2 separate regions of the Macaca mulatta genome follow, and region 1 is linked to region 2. Evidence: chromatin contacts called from public Hi-C data. All regions are on one chromosome and are shown on one strand. Each heading gives the region's core, a stretch centred on a gene start, on an enhancer-like site or on the middle of the called end of the contact. The rest is flanking DNA. Distances are from core to core; before and after follow the strand shown.

What was found. A called contact is a pair of places that touch in the nucleus more often than the background predicts.
Region 1: a contact with region 2 is called in a Hi-C map of fibroblasts, with 1.9 times the contacts expected there. The contact joins two enhancer-like sites. A contact is called at or near these places in 2 of 14 Hi-C or Micro-C datasets (fibroblasts and liver).

The regions. Positions count from the first base shown.
Region 1 is chr17:30,949,705-30,955,828 of T2T-MMU8v2.0, reverse strand. All of the region lies in intron 6 of WDFY2 (WD repeat and FYVE domain containing 2), which reads right to left. Among named protein-coding and RNA genes, the nearest start is that of HNRNPA1L2, 56 kb to the right of the region's middle. Within about 2 kb of position 4,343, at least 1 of the 40 cell types and tissues checked has an H3K27ac peak or open chromatin away from gene starts, as enhancers often do.
Region 2 is chr17:30,815,294-30,821,972 of T2T-MMU8v2.0, reverse strand. All of the region lies in intron 1 of WDFY2 (WD repeat and FYVE domain containing 2), which reads right to left. Among named protein-coding and RNA genes, the nearest start is that of WDFY2, 5.6 kb to the right of the region's middle. Within about 2 kb of position 2,177, at least 2 of the 40 cell types and tissues checked have an H3K27ac peak or open chromatin away from gene starts, as enhancers often do.

The DNA of each region.
Region 1 (6,124 bases), core at 3,094-5,593, 130 kb before region 2:
TTTCCAAGAAGAACATTTTTACACACACAAGTTTGTTCACATTTCCAATTAGTTAGAAGAGACTCCCAAACATGGTAATGAACCTGAGAGTATAAATATGTTTAGAAATTTAATATATATTACCAAAATGCTTAGGGAACTAATATTTTTGAGACTTTTACCACATACCTTGCAAAAGTGAATGATCACGTGAAGTGTTACAAAATCAGGGTTGGAAACTGCTGGGTCTGTCTTTTCCAGAGTATGATCTGGTAACTCAGCAGAGGGAGTGTCACACCACACCCTCAAGGGTAATATCTGCAGGCCAGCATGAGGCTAAAGGAGACTAAGAGCCTGTTGAATACAGTATCTGATCTTTTGATTGCTCCATTTTGCTCTAGGTTCACGTGAAGTGACAAGGGTTTTCGTCAAGCTAAATGCCCTCCGTCTCTAGACTACACCTTCTTCCTGAGATCCGTAACTCTTCAGCCCGCTGTCTCTTTGCTGCCACCCCAGGGACGCATCACAGTGCTATTCTCTCCCTGCTCTCTCAGCAGTGCTCCAGGTTTCAGGAAATGCCATCACCAGTCAATACATGCTCCACACAGAAGCCTTGGGAGTCACTGCTACCCTAGTTACCAAATGCTGCTGACCCCTGCTCTCCAAACAGATCTTAAATCTCCTCCACTTGTCTCCACACACACTGCTGTCCCCCAGTCCAAACAAAGTCAGCGTTCTAAGGGTCTCCAGCAGTAGCCTCCAGCAGTAGCCTCCTAAACAACCTCCCTCCATCCATTCTGTTCCCAGTCAATCTACCACCTACTGCTGCCACAGTGGCTTTTTAAAATGCAAACCATGTCACTACTCTGTTTAAACTTCATCACTGGTTTCCCACCTGAGAATAATGCCTGAAGCTCCTACCACTACTTGTAAGGTCACCTGCCTTTGGGTGGTTGCTAACATTTTCCCACTCTAGGCTGCTGTTCCGGGTCTGGAATGTTCTCCACCACCTACGTAACTCCTTTTTCTCCTTTAAACACCTTCTGGCTGGGCACGGTGGCTCACGCCTGTAATCCCAGCACTTTGGGAGGCTGAGATGGGCGAATCACCTGGAGTCAGGAGTTCAAGCCCAGCCTGACCAACATAGTGAAACACCATCTTTACTAAAAATAAAAAAATGTGATGGGTGTGGTGGCATGCACCTGTAATCCCAGCTACTCAGGGGGCTGAGGCAGGAAAATTGCTTGAGCCCAAGAGATGGAGGTTGCAGTGAGCTGAGATCTTGCCACTACCCTCCAGCCCGGGTGACAAAGCGAGACTCTGTCTCAAAAAAACAAAAACGAAAACAAAACACTTCTTTGGGAAGCCTCCCTTTAATTATCTGCAAGAGGAGAGGACCTTCTGTTACCTGCTTCTAAAGAAGCCTCTGGGCGCATCACGGCTCCGCAGCACCTGCTACTCACACGGTTTGGATGAATTCCCTGTAACTATTGGTCTAATGCATGCATTCCATGCCGGCTGGAAGATGGATAAGGGCAAAGATTATGCTTGTTTTATTCACCCACATATCCTGGCACCATCGTATAGAGAGAGAGTGGATGACTGACTATGGATGACAATTCACATCTCTTGACCTGCACTTTATATACACTGGATCTGTGTGAGTCTCCACTGTAAACAAAAATTGAAGTTCTAAATTATATGAACTTGCCTCTTTACATTGAACTGTGACTTTCTTAGTTTGTTTAGTTTCTTTTGTTATAGTTACACTGTTCCCTTCAATGATTCCCCTAACAGCTCATGAACAAGTCTGCATTTAATTATTCATTAATTAGTTTGCTTTGGCAGATTTACATTCAAGCCCTCCTGTTTCAAATATGTTCATGCTAATAAAATAATTTCTTAGAAATAAAAGAAAAAAGATTGTATTAACACTATTAATTTCCAATGGTCAAAATATGATTTTTGGCCGGGTACGGTGGCTCATGCCTGTAATCCCAATACTCTGGGAGGCTGAGGAGGGTGGATCATTTGAGGTCAGGAGTTTAAGACCAGCCTGGTCAACATGGTAAAACCCTGCCTCTACTAAAAATACAAAAATTAGCCGGCCATGATGGCGGGCACCTGTAGTCCCAGCTACTCGGGAGGCTGAGGCAGGAGAATTGCTTGAACCTGGGAGGTGGAGGTTGCAGTGAGCCAAGATCATGCCACTGCACTCCAGCTTGGACAACAGAGCGAAATTCTGTCTCAAAACAAAACAAAACAAGAAAAACAAAAGCAACTCCTCTAAGTTAGTTTTTGACTTTTTCATAGAAATACATTCTACTTTCTGCAGAAATAGCAAAGAACTGTGATATTTGGCATTTAGCTCCAGAAAGAAAACCAGTAGAGGGAGCATAAGAACATAAAACTAGTTTCCTAAATCCCTAGAGATTAGAAAAATGTTATGCTTTGGCCTCTGGGCATGACTACTAGGTCGATTCCCTCATTAACCCACATTTTTGTATGACCTTCTGTACTGTAAGAGAGAATGATGGGGTGAAGGGCTATGACTCTGGACGCATACTGAAGACCTGCTTCTGAGTTTGCATCTGGAGTGATGGGACCTCCAAAGCTGCCCTTTAATGGAACTGGATTAACTTTAGGGTGTTCATTTTGTCCTTACAAAAATCTCTTTCCCAGAACTGAGACTTGCTGTGTTTGGGACCTCCCAGGGCCCAGAATGAGCCTACCACTTAGGAAGAGCTCAACAATATGTCTAAATCACCATGGACTCTCTTACAGGTCCTCACTCTAGCTTTACAGGAATGAGCTGTATTCCAGCCACATTAGTGATGGGCAGATACCACTGTTTAGGAACAATAATAAGGTAACATCTGACCTGCTACATTTGCCTTCCTGTTAGTTAGTGACCTTCCTGAGCCATTTCCTGTTTTTCTCAAATATATTTCTTGATAAAAATAAAGTGAAAATGCTTTAAACTCTTTAGGAAAGATAAGACACAATACCAAGGTCATATTTCATATCAGAACAAGCCTGCAAAACATGGGACCCTTGAACCACATGTGGCTGACAAGAGTGCTTAGAAGCTGCTACTGTCCTTTTCTGACCTGGAGGCAACAATACAAAACTCAGAGGGCTCCTATCAGCCACCATACTGTGAGTGGGTGCGTGCCTGATTACTGAAGAGTCAAGAGGTCAGGCTGAAAGCCACCTCTGCCTAAAGCGAACCTGGGAACCATCAGGTCCATCACTAGGCCTGCGGAATGCACCTCTGAATTCTACCTTGAATCCACCCACTCCTTGTTTTCCCACTGTCACAGTCCCCTCTCAAGGGACACTTCCCTACTAGCTTTCCAATTCCACTCTCTACTGCCAGACAACCTTTTAAAATCCAATCAGGTTACCTTCTTTGCTTCAAACTCTTTAATGGTCTCTCAGTGACATCAGGATAATGCCCAGCACGGTCTCAGTGATGGGAAGTGACTCTTGCTTTCTGGCTGCCCCTCCACCCTGACCTCCCCTCTCCCTCCCTCATACCCAGTGCATCCACCATAAAAGAGTGACTAGCAGTTCTCAAGAGAGCCATGCTCTTGCACATCTCCTTGCCTTGAACACGCTGGTTTTCTCTGCCTGAGATGCTCTTCTCAGTTGTTTTCCATGAACTCAATACTTACTCATCCCCAAAGATCTGAGGTCAGGCAGACTCCCGAGGAGGCCGTTCCTAACCGCCTCCATCTCCTTCGAGTGGGCTGCCCTTCTGTGTTCCCAGAAGCGCAAGGTGCTTGCTCCCACCAGCCCCTGCCAGCATGCACTAGAACTGTGCTTTAGTTTTTGTCTCTCACTGGGTTGTGAAGAATTTGAGGATAATGACAATTTTACTCTGTGACTGGGAGGAATGGCTGAGATGACAAGGGACAGCACAGAGCATAAAGAGAAGAGGATCCAGGGAAGATCCTGGGGACACAACCGACCACAGGGGAGCCCGAGAAAGCCAGCAGCATCATAGAAGAAAAGCCAAAGGAAGGCAGTTACAGCCAGAAGGAATGGCCACAATGTAAAATGCTGCTGAAAAGTTAAGTACGACAAGGTTTACAACGTGTCCCAGCAGGCCACTGGTCACCTCAGGGACAGCAGTTTCAGTGGCATAGTAACGACAAACCAGATTGCAGGGAGCTGGAAGGCAAATTGGAAGTGAAAATGCGAAGCAGCTGGGAAAATTATATTCTTCTAAGAAACACGGCTGTTTGCTACAACTTGGATGAACCTTGAGGACATTATGCTGAGTGAAATAAACCAGTCACAAAAGGACAAATACTGCATGATTCCACTCTTATGAGTCACCTAGACTAGTGAAATTCATAGAAACAGAAAGCAGAGTAACAGTTTCCAGGGACTGGGAGGGTAGGGGGAGAGGATAGGGAGTTCATGTCCAAGGGAACAGAGTTTCAGTTTCACAAGATGGAAAAGGTTCTGGGATGGATGGCGTTGATGATTGCACAACAGTGTGAATGTAGTTAATGTCATTGAATAGTACATTTAAAAATGGTTAAAATGGTAAATTTTATGTTTTATACATTTTACCACAATTTTTAAAGCATTGCTATTAAGAGAATAAGAAGGAACTTGCTATAAGACACGGGATTGAGAGGGTGTTGGTTTGTTTTTCTACCAGAGGCAAAAAACATAAGCATGTTAATAAATTGAAAAGAGTTAGTCAAAAGAGAGACCAAGGCAATCCATTTTGGTAGGGACACCCTGCGAATAGCCTGGGGCCAGAGGAAGGCAGCTCTCCTGCACTGAGAAGAGGAGAATGGGCCAGAGGAAGGCAGCTCTCCTGCACTGAGAAGACGAGAATGGGCCAGAGGAAGGCAGCTCTCCTGCACTGAGAAGACGAGAATGGGCCAGAGGAAGGCAGCTCTCCTGCACTGAGAAGACGAGAATGGGCCAGAGGAAGGCAGCTCTCCTGCACTGAGAAGACGAGAATGGGCCAGAGGAAGGCAGCTCTCCTGCACTGAGAAGACGAGAATGGGCCAGAGGAAGGCAGCTCTCCTGCACTGAGAAGAGGAGAAGTGGGGAGAGAAAAAGTTTGTTTGTTGGGGTGGGGGGGATATACAGTGGGCAAGAAATATTTTTTTTTTTTTCTTTTTAAGCTTCTATCTGATAGCTTTTGAAGGAAGAGGCAAGGAATGAGATGGGGATGGGGGCTTGGGAAGGATGGTGAAGGTCTCTGTTTAGGGGCCTGGAAGAAGGAGCGAACTGAGGACAGGGAGAGTGATTATTAGACAACTTCATAAGTCTACACAGGAAATCCTGAGTGTGCAATGGTAATGATGGTCTAAACCTCAAGGCAGTGTGACTACTATAGACCCAGCAGCTGGCTGCACAACAAGAAAAGGTGGAGAGTTAGTCTGAATCAGACAGGCTTGCCAAGAAGGCAGAATATTTACATTCACAGAACTGAGAATGCTGGGAAGGCATGGGTGAAGCGATGCACCACTGGGAGGAAAGGTGATGCAGGGGCTGAGATGCTGGAAAAATGGAGGGACCACAGGCTGGAATGCGCCACAAGGGGAAACAGTAAGTGGAATGAAGAAAGGGTGTAGGGAATTGGAGGATGAGGAGGCTGAAGTCTGCGTGAAGCACAGAAGTTTAAGACTTCTGAGGTGGGACAGTTCTGGGTCCCCCACAGAACCCCAGGCCCAGTCTTGGCCAAAGTGTAGGTGAGGGTGTAAGTGGCTAAAAAAGAAATTCAGTCAGGGAAGACCAGGGTCCTATCCATAGGGGATATTTCCATGTGTTCTTCCTCCCAAAGGCATAAATAATTCAGATGATCTTTTATGAATCTTCTTCCTTGTATTCAATTTTCTCCTTACTATATGTTTCTTATTCTAGCATTCCATTTTTTCCCTTTAGGAAGCCCCTTATGATCTAGGTATTATCCAATTTTATATCCTCTTTCCCCTACTTTTTTTCTTATCGACATCTAAACTCAGTATTATCTCATTTTACACAAAATCATGGGTTGGTAGCTGGTAGAAAACGGAAAGGCCCTTTAAGAACCATGAAAACTGGCAATGACTCATTTTCTAGGGTCGATATGTTCTAGAGTCAAAAGTACATGTTAAAACTACTAGTAAAAAAT
Region 2 (6,679 bases), core at 928-3,427:
ATGAACAAGAATTTTAAAATAATAATATCCATGGCTGGTCAGGTATGGCAAAACTAATATTCTCATATGCATACATAACTATAAGCATTTTAAAGTGGCATAAACTTTTTGGAAAATAATATGGCAATCTTCTTACAATCTTTCCTAAAGAAATAATCAAAAAACTCAGAGTGGGGGATAAAAGGGGACACCTGTACATGTAACAATGTTCATCGTAACATTTATAAAACTGAAAATAATGTAAATAAATAGGGAAAAGATAAATTATGATGTAGTGACTAGATTACCAGTACCTTGAGAGCAGGATATGTCTTGTTCACGATGGGAGATCAGGGGCCAAGTATATACAGTATAATCATTAAATAAATATGAGTGAATACTGAAGGAAAGCAAAAATATAAGGCTACTTAAAATGATGGTTAAAATCTAGGTAGGTGCTGGCAAAAGTTTAAGTGAGGGCAAGAACATAAAAGTGTGTTACAATCATATTTTTGAAAACTGCATTAGAAAAACTGCTAGAAATATATGAAATACTAACAGTCATTGTGCTAAGGGGTTTATGAGCACTAATTCTTTATTGTGGTTATTATCTTTTATTTATTTATTTGTTGTAGAGACAGGATCTTGCTATCTTGCTCAGGCTGGTCTTGAACACCTGGCCTCAAGCCAGTGCTCCCACCTCAGCCTCCCAAAGTGCTGAGATTATAGGTGTGAATCACCATGTCTGGCCTATTATCTTTATTTAAAATGTAAACACACTCCAGAGTGATTATTATGATAATTATTTAAAATTTAAGTTGATCCTTAGAAATCGGAGAAAAGATAATTTAATAACCAATGGAAAATACATAAAATCTCTAAATAGCTCCGTATTATAAGTAAATCTGCCCAGCTAAAAAGAAAAGCATAGTCACACAGAGAAGTCAGCAACTGACATTTATTATTTATTTTTATTTTATTTTATTTATTTTTGGTTTTTTTTGTTGTTGTTTTGTTTCTTGTTTTTTTTTTTTTTGAGATGGAGTCTCCCTCTGTTGCCCAGGCTGGAGTGCAGTGGTGGTACAATCTCGGCTCACTGCAACTTCCGCCTCCCGGGTTCAAGCGATTCTCCCGCCTTAGCCTCCCGAGTAGCTGGGATTACAGGTGCCCACCACCATACCCAGCTAATTTTTGTATTTTTAGTAGAGACAGGGTTTCGCCATGTTGGCCAGGCTGGTCTCGAACTCCTGACCTCAGGTGATCCACCCACCTCAACTTCCCAAAGTGCTGGGATTACAGGCGTGAGCCACCCCACCCGGTGACATTCATAATTCAGATGTGATGCATCATTTCTGAGTCCTAACTCAGTAATAAATAACAGGAAGCCAAAATGAAGACACTCAAACAATAGCAAATGCTCAATTTGGTACATTCCTACTTTTTTTCTGAGCCCTCTCTGGCTCTGGGCTAAAAGGCTTTAGAACAGTTATCTCTTGATTTGAAGGCTTCCAGTCAGTCTGGGTCAATTCTATAATGTCAGTGGGAATTTCAGAAAAGCAGGCCAGGCCAGAGGTAGGGTAGGCTAGTAGGGTTAAGGTCCCCAAGTCGAATTACATTTCCATCTTCTAAAAAACCGAAACTACATAACGGGAGAAAAAGAAGGTACGAAACATTACCAGTTCTTCTAAAGCTCTGTAGTAATTCAAACTGTTGTTCACAACCCTTTAGTTAGTCACAAAATTGAAAGGGTCACAACTAGGATCTTATAAGGGCTGCAACAGAACAGAAAATGGTGTGCATGTCACATTAAGAGGATACCATTTCATAAAACCTTTGTTTCTATCATATGTGTGTATATGTGTGAAACAGTATGTCAGCGTAGCAATGCTAACTATATTTTTTACTATGATTTGTGGTCAAAAAAATTTCCAAAGCATTCATTTAGATAACCCAGGCCCTGACTTGGGTGCTAGAAAACCACCCAGAGATAAATTGTTTGAAACTAAAGGACTCGTCTAGAAGTAGGAATGTAGTGAGTCCAGTTCAACTGGGTGTTAGGCACTAACACAAAACAAATACTTCTTAATATTTCATTCAGGAATAAATAACCGCTGCCAACCAAAGGCTCCAGAAAGCATCGTTTTACGGTTGCACCATGAGGTGCTGACAGTTTCACACAAGTATGCTGCCTTTTCCCTAATGCGTGCTTTCCTCCACTTGAGATTTTAGGATGATATGGTTGTGGAGACTACTTATCTAGTCACTACAGAAGCACATCACAGTACCGGGAGTCATAGCTAGGAAATCTAACCCCCTCCTTTGCCAGATGGACAAACTGAGGCTTAGAGTGATGAAATGCCCCAGGAAATGCCAAGGTCAATGCCGAGTAGAGCTGAGATCAGACTCCCAGTCCCAGTTCTTTTCCGAGAATCCTTAAATTAAAGGCACAGGAGAGCATAAAGCAGCACTCCCTGCCAAGAGACAAGCAGATAACATTTTCTTTTCTTTTTTGGTCTTACTGGTTAGTTTATTATACTTCTCAATTAATTTTTACTAAGGACTAAATAAAATATTTGGATGAAGAGGCCCCCGTCCTTAAATTTTAAAAAAGTTTTTAAAGAGTTAATAAGACTGCTTGCTGAAGCTGCACAAGGGGAGGTTTTTTGTTTGTTTGTTTGTTTGTTTTTGTTTGTTTCTCTATCAGGGAATTTCTAGGTTAATTGTAACACTCTCCTTGGGAGACCTACTCATATAAAAATAAAGCAGTGTGATCTCTTTTTGAATTCTTTCTATTCTGACAATAGTTGAGAAGAAAAGCTTGGTAAGGTAGTCATTCTCTTCTCAGATAAGTATATACTGTACACAATTTAGTTTAGTGTTACAGATATCAACAAATCACCAACTGCAGTAGTCTTAAACCACAATCTACTTATTGATTTCTAAATGCCACTAAGTGTTGTAATTTCCCCCAAACTGTTATTTTTAATGACATGAAGATGATTCTCCATGCTTTCTCAAAGCCAAATGCAAAGTGAAAAGAGACAGCCAGAGAAAGATGCTACGCAAGTAAAAACTCACATTTCCTTTTCTAAAGTTTCGATTTTGTTTGTTTGGAAAAGGCCATCTCTCTAAAGTTTCTTCTAGCTACTTAAATCCTATGATTTTTTACCTATATTTCTTTTTCAAAATAAGATTAGTAACACTTGAGGTGTAAGACAGATGGTCAGGATTTCATGACTTAAAAATCACTCATTTTAAGAGTGTCGGAATTGCCACCCTAACTTTCCCATAGTGTTGCAATATCTGGATGAATATATACTGATTAAGATCTGTGAAGTCCTGGACAGACTCTGGTTTGATAATATAAAAATAGGAAATTCAGAACTGTCAGGAGCTCTGGGATCACTTGAAGCTAATCCTACTCTAGTAAGCCTCCTCAAATAAGCTTTCCCATAGTGATCTTTCCTTAAAAAGTCAGTCTGCTTCTGACCTTTAGAGACAGAGACAGCCTGTTTCCAGAAAGATTTGCTAGCATGAAGAGAGTGCTTCATGTTTTGAATTCGGAGTAAAGGTCTAATTTTCCACAATTATACAGGACAAGTTCCCTCTTCGGGACCTTGAAATCCACAATTATTACCACCAAGTGACGAGTCTCAAGTGCGCAGTGGAAAGTGTATTAATTTTATGCTATTAGAGACTTCACACACTCAAAAATTAGTTTAGATGGGTTCTAATTTTGCTGACTTCAGAGCCCTCACTCCCTCACTCTGAAGAGTCCTCAACTTTCAGAACTGTGCTTGGCACTGTAAAACTTTGATTTGCATTTCTTATGAAAATTGTGCAAATGTTATAAAATACATGGTACATAAAACTCTATCAGGAGCTCAACTGAACTGCACCAAGGTCTAATTATCAGTTAAACTAATGGTTGAAGCAGAGAACTGAGATAGTGCAATTTCATAATACAAAGAATTAATGGTAAATGAACCAATACTATGAGGATACATAAGACGAAATAAAATTTTAACTTTTTTTTTTCAGGAAATAGTCAAGTAGTCATGGCCACTTCGAATCATAGTAATTTGGAGTTGGAAAAAAAAGGCCCTTGAAGTAGAAAAAAATCCAACCCCCTTGTTCCAGCCCATTCCCACTCCCATCCCATATTGTACTGTTGGTCACCCCGGCTTCTCAGGCTCAACTTAAATACCTTTGCCGACAGAATCGCACAACATCCTCAGGTCCATTTCAATTCAAAAAGTGATCACCAGTCATTGCTTAATTCATTCAAGGAACATATAATGCCTATCTCCTTTGTGCTAGGCATTGGGGGTCAGATTTCTATATATTGGGATAAAAATCTCACCCCCCTCTTAACAATTGTTTGTGCTCTGCCCTCAGGACTTAGAGAGAACACAGCTAACTATGTTGTATAAATTGGCCCTGAATAAAGTCATAATATAAAAAGGCAGTTCCCCATATCGCCCTCGCCAGTACCTTTCTTCCCTATAGTTCTCTCTCCCACAGCCTCCTTCTCCACACCCTACCACCAACACAGGCCTTTTTATCCAGAAAAAGAACTCTGAAATCTTTCATCCAACGGGTTCAGTACTTTTTGCTATCAGAGTCACTCTTCCTGCAGGCACTAATTTCCAGATTCCTCAAAATGTGAGGACACTGAGTGCTGAGTTCTGAACTCAAGCCAATTGGCTCCGTTGTCTACCCTTAATCAGGACATTCTAGTGCTTCTTAATGAATGGGAGTTTTCTTGCCTCCTCTATCTAAAATGCCCTTTCCTCCACAGGAAAGGCTTTTTCACAAGAACTCCTACTCACCCTGCAACACCCATCTGTAGAAGAGATTATTGGTGTTTTCTAACCACAAGCAGGAGGTTCATTGGCAACCCCAGAGGACAATGTTTGTACCTGTTGTTAACTCCTAGGGAGGGAATGATTTCCCATAATTGCCTAATAGAAACTACCTAGTTACTGAAAATCTCTGTATGAATGCTAAGATTACTGACTTGTGTTGATATGCTTATAAAGAACTTATGAAGATACAAAGGTCTGCATGGGACTGGGTCCCACCAGGAGAGAGGTCCCTCCTGGATTTCATCACTTGAAGAGGCTGCCACTAAACAAAGGAGCCCCTGCTAAGCTGTAGACTAAACATAAGTCTTGACCAAAACAGAGTGGAGATATCTGAAAGGAAGCTCCTAGGCAGGGAATGCTAAAATGGCATTCACTCAGAAAAGACAGTCCAAAAAGAAGCGGGGAAATGAGGTATCCAAAGTGTCAAAGTTTGGTATGCCCTTTGGGTATATAACCCAACTACAACTAAGGCAAAGATAGACTCAGACAAGGGTGGAGAGTTTCTGAAACAGGCTCTGTACTATGGTAGCACCAGAAATCTATATTTGTAAATCAGATTGTATTTATATTTCTTCTATTCCTTTATATTTCCTCCATTGATAATGAGTAAAGTTCAAGGCTGTTTGAACTCAGGTAAAAGGAACTTGAAGGCAAGAGTTTTTATCCAATCTTGGGCTTAAAGACATGAGTATTATCAGGCCACTATTGAGGGCAATTTGAGTGAAAGAATCCTCCAAAGGGAGGTAAAATTTAGGGGACAACATGGATTGTGGAATCCAGCCATTCTTCTCCATCTGCAAATTCTCTTTCCAGTACTAAATCTTGGAAGTAGTAGTTTTGTTTTTATTAAGCAATGTTCTTCTAAAATTCCTCCACTAAATTGTGAGCATCTTGAAAGGATCTTATCATTTTCATCATTACCATGTACGCATGTGACTGGAACACAGTAAGTACTCAAATGTTTGTTGACAGAATAAATGAAGCAACTCATGGACTTTCGGCGTGGACTCTAAAGTCCACCTCGTCCAGTACTTTTCCTACAAGTGTATATTTGTCCACGTAAGGCTTTCATAGGTCATCATATAATTAATTCAACAAATATCAACTAAAAGCCTACAATAGTTAAGATGCTGTGCTTTCTGGAACAGCAACAAAACACATCAGTCACCAATACAACAAATGTGTATTAAGGACCTATTGCATGCCAGGTACCATGTCAGGCCCTAATGATGATACAATGAATAAGACGCACAAAGCTCCTTAGGGAACTCACAGACGAGAAAATAAAATGGACATGAAGCATATACTGTATAACACTGTTTAAAATGGAAAATGTTATGTGTTTTCAAAGGCACACATAAAGGCAATGAAAAAGTCAAAGGTCAAAAAGATAAACCAGGGTTTCATAAGAATTTATGGAACACGGCCATTCAGGTATGGGACATTACTTGCGGCTTTAACCTTAAGAGTTCAGGAATGGAGATTACTAGTTTCTAGCCAAAGCAGTGAATGGTAATGGCTTTGTAGGTTGTGATGAAAATCAATATTCCATTTTCATATATTTAGCATTATATCAAGTGACATTAACATTGAATTTTGGAAAGCAAGAAGATAGATCAATTCTTCTAATGAAAACCATAACCAAAACTGAGCTCTAAATAACAAAGTTATGTTCATGTTTGAGTACATGACCCAAAGAAGCAGACTTGTCAACTTGAATAATAAAAAATGTATATTAATAATAATTCCAGACTTATGGGTAAACCTTATTTAACAGTAACTCCATGACAAAATAATTTCTGTTATTTACACTGTAAACTAGGAAAGTGAAA